2 separate regions of the Zea mays genome follow, and region 1 is linked to region 2. A link is a contact called in public Hi-C data. All regions are on one chromosome and are shown on one strand. Each heading gives the region's core, a stretch centred on a gene start, on an enhancer-like site or on the middle of the called end of the contact. The rest is flanking DNA. Distances are from core to core; before and after follow the strand shown.

Region 1 (3,287 bases), core at 380-2,879, 140 kb before region 2:
TTCATTTCAATTCACCGGATCATCAATATTTCACCAAATGTTACCACTGCTAACAAGCTAAGGATATTCACATAGTCAGTAATATTATACAAATCAAAGAATCTGCAACCAGTGACCTTCCTGGCTAACTGGGATGTCAATTAGGCGTCAAATGTTCTGACGCATGCAAATTGAGGGATACTTCTAAATCTCTCTAGCTCTAGAGTTCAATGTTAGCAGTAAGAACATCCAAATGATCGTTACCCATATTTCGCCATTCTAGCTATCTCGAGGATGTCACTCGAGTAAAACAACAAAACAATATTTTACTCATCTTTCGTAATAATTTGACTCTGATGCATGCTTCGTAATAATTTTTGATGCTAGGTCCGCTCCTCTCGACGTGCGGTGGGGTCTAGCCCACCTCGCCGGGCCAGCGGGTCGCGGCATCGCGGGCTCCTCCGATCGAGGATAACTCTGAGGGCCGCGACGACTTGCTCTGGTGGCGCGACCTCGATCGCTGCCACGCCGGTGAAGTCTCCATCGTCGTCGCTCAGATCAAATAAATGCTCGAGGACCTTTTCTCATAACAGTATATCACATATTTATACATAAGTTATCGTGATATTATATATTCCCGTTGCAACGCACGGGCACTCACCTAGTTTGTGAAATAAGCGACATGTCAATGTTGGGTGGGTTTTGAACCCACGGCCTCATGATTGAAGGAAGTGGTTATTACCACTACAACACATGAGTGTTTGTGATAGATTGAAGTTAGATATTATTAATATATATGTATACTAATAAGTGGAAAATAAAACCTTACAATTGTGTTAGAATAAACATCCCATTAATCATAGTTTGCATATATCATATATAAAAAAAATAAAAAGATTGAATCCTGGTCATCTGAATATAGGCTCCTCTCATCTAACCACACTAGATGTCTTGTTTGATTGTGTTTGTAGGAAGTGTTGGTTTAGAGTTGAGTATGGACCTTAAATACATCTAAAGTCGATCGACGACTACATAGATGTATATAGTTAGTAGGCAGTGAGTGGTTGCTGTACCTAGCCTGTGGACGGTGGGCATGCTGGATTGACGAATGCTTCTCCTACACGACTTTGCTCTAGATAAAGTAATACTCATGTAATATAGAAACCATAACAATGCATATACTCATGACTAGTTCATATTTAAATGACACTACAAATAAGAACGAGATAACGAAGATGGTCACTATCTAAACAATGGCGCATCTAACAGCCTAACCACACTTTTGGGTATTACTATTTGTGTTGTTTCCTCTTTATTTGGGATGCTGCTTGAGATGGAGGATCATGTCTATTCACCGTTTTTCGATCCTAGCTATCCAGTCAAAACCTTCCCACACGCGCGCACACGGTGACCGATCGAGCCTAAAGATCTAACGGTAAGTCGGTAACTACTGCCTTGTATGTCCAACACTTTACCACGGAAGCGACCATATCGCCTTGTCGGTGTGGCGTCGTGCAATTTGCAACGACACTGCAGCAGCCCAACAGGAGCCTACTGCGTGCAATTCTTTGACCAGTTGCGGAGTCTCTTTATCCATGTCAAGGCCATCCTTGATCAGCGTGCATGCATTTGCGCCATGGCCCATGGCTACCTCGAGCTTGCACGCATTTATCTAGTCTAGAAGCTAGCTAGGGCTCAGGTTGTACTACCTACAGTACGTTGCCGTAGCCACACAAGGATACGACAGTGTTTGCACGTCGCGGCCTGCAGCTAGCTACCTGCAACTGTGTACGCCGCCCCTCGGATTCTCTACGTCCATCGTCGTACCACCATGCTCTAGCTGATTAACAGCTAAATTAAGTGGCGAGTCGTCTGCGATTATCTTATTAAGGACCTCCTATATATAACTATCTCTTCTGCTTCTGTTCTCGCACTTCGTTTCTGATAGTTTGCGTCAGCTACCAGCAGATCTTTGTAGAAAACCAAAGGAACAGAACAGGCTAGCGTGGCCTAAGCTGCAGCTGTCAGCGTCGCCGTCGCCGCCGCCGCCGCCGCGATGATCACCGGGCGGGACATCTACGACGTTCTTGCGGCGATCGTGCCGCTGTACGTGGCCATGTTCCTGGCGTACGGGTCGGTGCGGTGGTGGGCCATCTTCACCCCGGACCAGTGCTCCGGCATCAACCGCTTCGTGGCCGTCTTCGCCGTGCCGCTGCTCTCCTTCCACTTCATCTCCAGCTGCGACCCCTACGCGATGCAGTACCGGTTCCTGGCGGCCGACTCGCTGCAGAAGCTGGTCATCCTGGCGGCGCTGGCCGTGTGGCACAACGTGCTCTCCCGCTACCGCAGGGGCGCGGCGGCGTCGTCGCTGGACTGGACCATCACGCTCTTCTCGCTGTCCACGCTGCCCAACACGCTGGTGATGGGCATCCCGCTGCTCCGCGCCATGTACGGCGACTTCTCGGGCAACCTCATGGTGCAGATCGTGGTGCTGCAGAGCGTCATCTGGTACACGCTCATGCTCTTCCTCTTCGAGTACCGCGGCGCCAAGGCGCTCATCTCCGAGCAGTTCCCGCCCGACGTCGGCGCCAGCATCGCCTCCTTCAGGGTCGACTCCGACGTCGTCTCCCTCAACGGCCGCGAGGCGCTGCAGGCGGACGCCGAGGTCGGCAGCGACGGCCGCGTCCACGTCGTCATCCGCCGCTCCGCCTCCGCGTCCACCACGGGCGGCGGCCACGGCGCCGCGCGCTCCGGCGCCGGGTACCGCCCCTACGGCCCGTCCTCGGCCATGACCCCGCGCGCCTCCAACCTCACCGGCGTCGAGATCTACTCGCTGCAGACCTCGCGGGAGCCCACGCCCCGCGGCTCCAGCTTCAACCAGTCCGACTTCTACGCCATGTTCAACGGGAGCAAGATGGCCAGCCCGCTGGCGCAGCCCGGCGCCGCACGCGCGCCGGGGCTCGACGAGCAGGTGGCCAACAAGTTCGCGTCTGGGAAGGGTGGCGACGCCGCGGCGTACCCCGCGCCCAACCCCGGCATGATGCCACCGCCACGGTACGTCGGTCTACTGTCCCCAAGTTTTTTCGTTTTTTGTTCGCTAGTGCTCGCTTCCTTGAAATTTGTCTTATATATGCTAATAATGATGATAAACTTGGCTCTCTTAGTCTCTTTACATTTGGCAACGATGTTTACTCCAGGAAGAAGGAGCTGGGCGGCTCCAACTCCAACTCCAACAAGGAGCTGCACATGTTCGTATGGAGCTCCAGCGCGTCGCCCGTGTCGGAGGCCAACCTCCGCAACGCCGTCAA
Region 2 (3,340 bases), core at 573-3,072:
AAGGCCTAATCGATTTCCAAAAGGGTGTCATAAGTTACTTTGTACTCCCTTCGTCCACATGAGTTTGGTTAAGCCTTTTGTGACCAGCTTTTCTGAGAATCTGGCTATGGGGAGAATTTGGCTGTGAGGAGAATCTGAGTATCATGGTTGTTACGTGTGGAGGAAGATGAATATGCGCATATAAGGTCCAGGATATAGAAAGTGACAGACTCCTACTATTGCCACGACTCGATCGATTTTGTGTTCATGTTGACTTTGGATGGTTTTTACCAAATCTATTTTTATAGAAGAGGGTTGAAAAGCTGATTGGTTGGCAGTACGGAACAACTTTTGGTGACCGGAAGCTAAAAAAAGCTGAAACAAACATGGTCTTTGCCTTTCTAGGTTTATACTAAGTTAAACTATTTAAAATTTGACCAACAATATATATAAGATTAAATTATTTTAAACTAAAAGAGTTATAGTTCAATTTACGATGAATCTAGTAATCGGTCAGAGTTAATAATGATTGATTTAGAACAAACTAAAAAGATGAGCTTACGTGGACAGAGGGAGTACTACTTTTGATGTTTGTAATATTTCTTAGTTATTAGAGACAATACTCAAAAGTTGTGCTTTGCTTGTTACTATTGCACATTTGATCAAAAAAAATTATGCAGGTGGAATACCCAGTTGTGAAATCCTGGATCGGCCCGCTGTGAACTCTGGTTACCGTGCGATCTGGCTATCGAGAGTCGGCCGGCGTACCTAGACGTATGTAGGTGTCGGCAAAGAAAAAACCGCTTTCTTTGTGTGTTTTCCCCCCTGATCGAGAGTCGGCGTCAGGCGACACGGACCAAGCACCGTACTTCTAGACGGTACGTATGTAGGTGATGGCAAAAAAAAAAAAGGCGCATTTTTGTGTGTTTTTTCCCTGAACAAGTAATCCATCTGTCGGCAGCGAATGAGTGAAAATAAAAGAACATCCTCGGATAGCTTAACCACGGGCCTTCGATCTCATATACTAGCATATACTAGCAAATACGCCAAGAGCATGTCCGCGCTGGAAATCGGTGGAGTAGGCTAAAGTTGGCACTTTGGCAACAGAGGTTCAGGTTCGAATTCAACTTCTTACCAAAACGGGCGACCACCAAATGCACCTCTCTTCTCGATGACTTGGTCGATCTGGAGATCGGAGTAGTGCCGGAGGTGAAGACGCGAATGAAGATAGTAGAAGGAAATTAAAACCGGCCGGCCGTCGATGGTGTACGTCGTCGACCTTCTTCTTCTATTCTAGTCATGCAGGATAGCCGGGTAGGTGACGAGGCGCCTGGCGCAGGCGGTGCAGGCGAACCTCCGCTTGGTCCTGCGGCAGAGCGGCAGGCAGCAGAGCGCCCACTCGGCCTCCACGTCCGTGGCCGCCACCACGCCGCCGCAGTAGGGGCAGCTCCCGGGCGCCTTCTGCACGCCCAGCACCTTCTCCGCCTTGCCGCACAGCAGCATAACCGCCGGGCCGGACGACGACGACGCCGACCCTACTGCGGCCGCGGCCATCCCCGCCATCGTACCTATCGCGATATCGATCCCGGCCTCTCTCTTTCTATGTGACTGTGAGGGACGTACAATACGAGTATAGGACACACCAGCTAGCTAGCTAGCTGAGGCTCTCCTCTCGCAGGTGCTTGACCGCAGGCAGGACGACGTGTGTGTTCGCTCGGTGCTTCTTTGGGCTAGCTAGCTAGCTAGCTGCTAAGGACAAACATCACGTCACGGGTGCTGTGCCGGGGGTACCGTACGTGCAGTGCAGCAAGCGCGCGCTGGCCGGCGAGCGAGCTGTGCGCCGGTGGGGCTCGCGTGTTAACGCCGGTGGGGTTATCGCAATTAATTCTCTCCTGCCTCTGTGGTTGGTGCAGTTGCCGACTTGCCGTGGCTGTCTTTACGGCGGCGTGCGCGTGAGCTCTCGCTGGGATTTACCGTCGTATGTGGGCACCGCACTGCGTGCCCAGTGCGGCTCTCGTCAGCCGACTCTGTCGTCGTCGTCGTTGCGGGCGTGGAGAGCCGATCGGACGACTGGACGAGGGGGCGAAACACGCGCGCGCGTGGTGGCGTCGTCGTCGAGTGCGGGTTGACGTGAGGGCCGCCGGCCGCGCGGGGCGGCAAAGCAAACTGCGTTTGCATGGCTCGGCGCGCGGTGGACGGGGACAGCTGGACAAGAGGACGCGGCGGAGATGCGCGCGCCGGCCGGGCCGCTTTTGCTTGGGCTTATTTGGACCGGTCACATGTACTGCTTGGCGCTGTGAGGGCCTGTGGGGGTGCGCGGCGTAGTGGCTAGCCTGGGCACTGGGCAGGGTAGTATCCCACGTCCTTCATTTCAATTGGTGCGCGTCGTTGCATGACCTGGGTCTCCACTCTCCAACCTCATCATCATCATGCCTGTGTGGCTGTGTCCCACACACCGTGCCCGTACATGTATACTGTCCCCAGTCCCCAGGATGTCTATCTTTTACATTGGAAACTTAGGACTGTTAGCTTCGAATTAAAAACAATTGTGCACTGATGTAGATGTAATCTATAGAAACAAAAATATTGTAGATGCAGTAGAAACCGGTACAGATTAAATCCAAATGAACAGTTGTCTCTATATCTATCCTTTATAGATTTTTATAAAAGTTTCTTTCTCTCTATCTAATTTTTCTCTCTAGTAACATTATCTATATATTGTCCTCTCTACATCAAAAGCACATAATATTTTAGTTTTGTTTAATTTGTTATCTAAAATATAAAAATAATTAGAGGAGAGAAGAGAAAGTCCATACATATACCATGTGATTGGTAGCCCGGCCGGCTATGTGCAGGCTCAGCGGGTGCATTGACTATGGTCGTGCACGTGATTGGTCCCCTGCTTAGGATGAGACGAGTCTGCTCACGCGCATGCAGCACAGTTAATTTTTTAGCTCCCGCTTGCACGCGTGGGTATACGGGGAGGAGGCTTCTCTGCTAGTCTAGGTCGGCACGAGCCTAGCACTCGTGGGCACTGAAACCAATCACGCGGATAGAGGATGAGTGGAGTGTCTATTTAGAGAGAGTTTTAGAGGATATTTTTAGAGACTATATAGGAGAAAATATTCTCTATATTTAGGATAGAGGAACAAATAGAGTCTAGGTCTTAATCTTATACACATGTTTCTTATGTACCTATATTAGATATGTTTACGAAGCTTGAGCAACCTAGAGCCAAAGTTGTTCCGCCAGCGGCTGTTGTGACTGCCAGCAGCTTGCGAAAGCAGCCCGCCAAGCTCAGCCACATAGAGCCAAAGTTGTTTCGCCAGCAGCTTGCGAGAGCAGCCAGCCCTACAACCAG

What was found. A called contact is a pair of places that touch in the nucleus more often than the background predicts.
Region 1: a contact with region 2 is called in a Hi-C map of ear, with 3 times the contacts expected there. The contact joins the promoter of LOC109942375 here to the promoter of LOC100277450 in region 2. A contact is called at or near these places in 3 of 25 Hi-C or Micro-C datasets (ear, leaf and tassel).

Annotation. Positions count from the first base shown.
Region 1 is chr9:111,197,300-111,200,586 of Zm-B73-REFERENCE-NAM-5.0, reverse strand. It overlaps LOC109942375 (auxin efflux carrier component 2), which reads left to right and starts at 1,629. Exons shown (of 7, transcript XM_020544317.3): 1 at 1,629-3,033; 2 at 3,177-3,287. The coding sequence starts at 2,036.
Region 2 is chr9:111,059,708-111,063,047 of Zm-B73-REFERENCE-NAM-5.0, reverse strand. LOC100277450 reads right to left here and starts at 1,822. Exons shown (of 1, transcript XM_008661654.4): 1 at 945-1,822. The coding sequence starts at 1,542. The coding sequence ends at 1,273.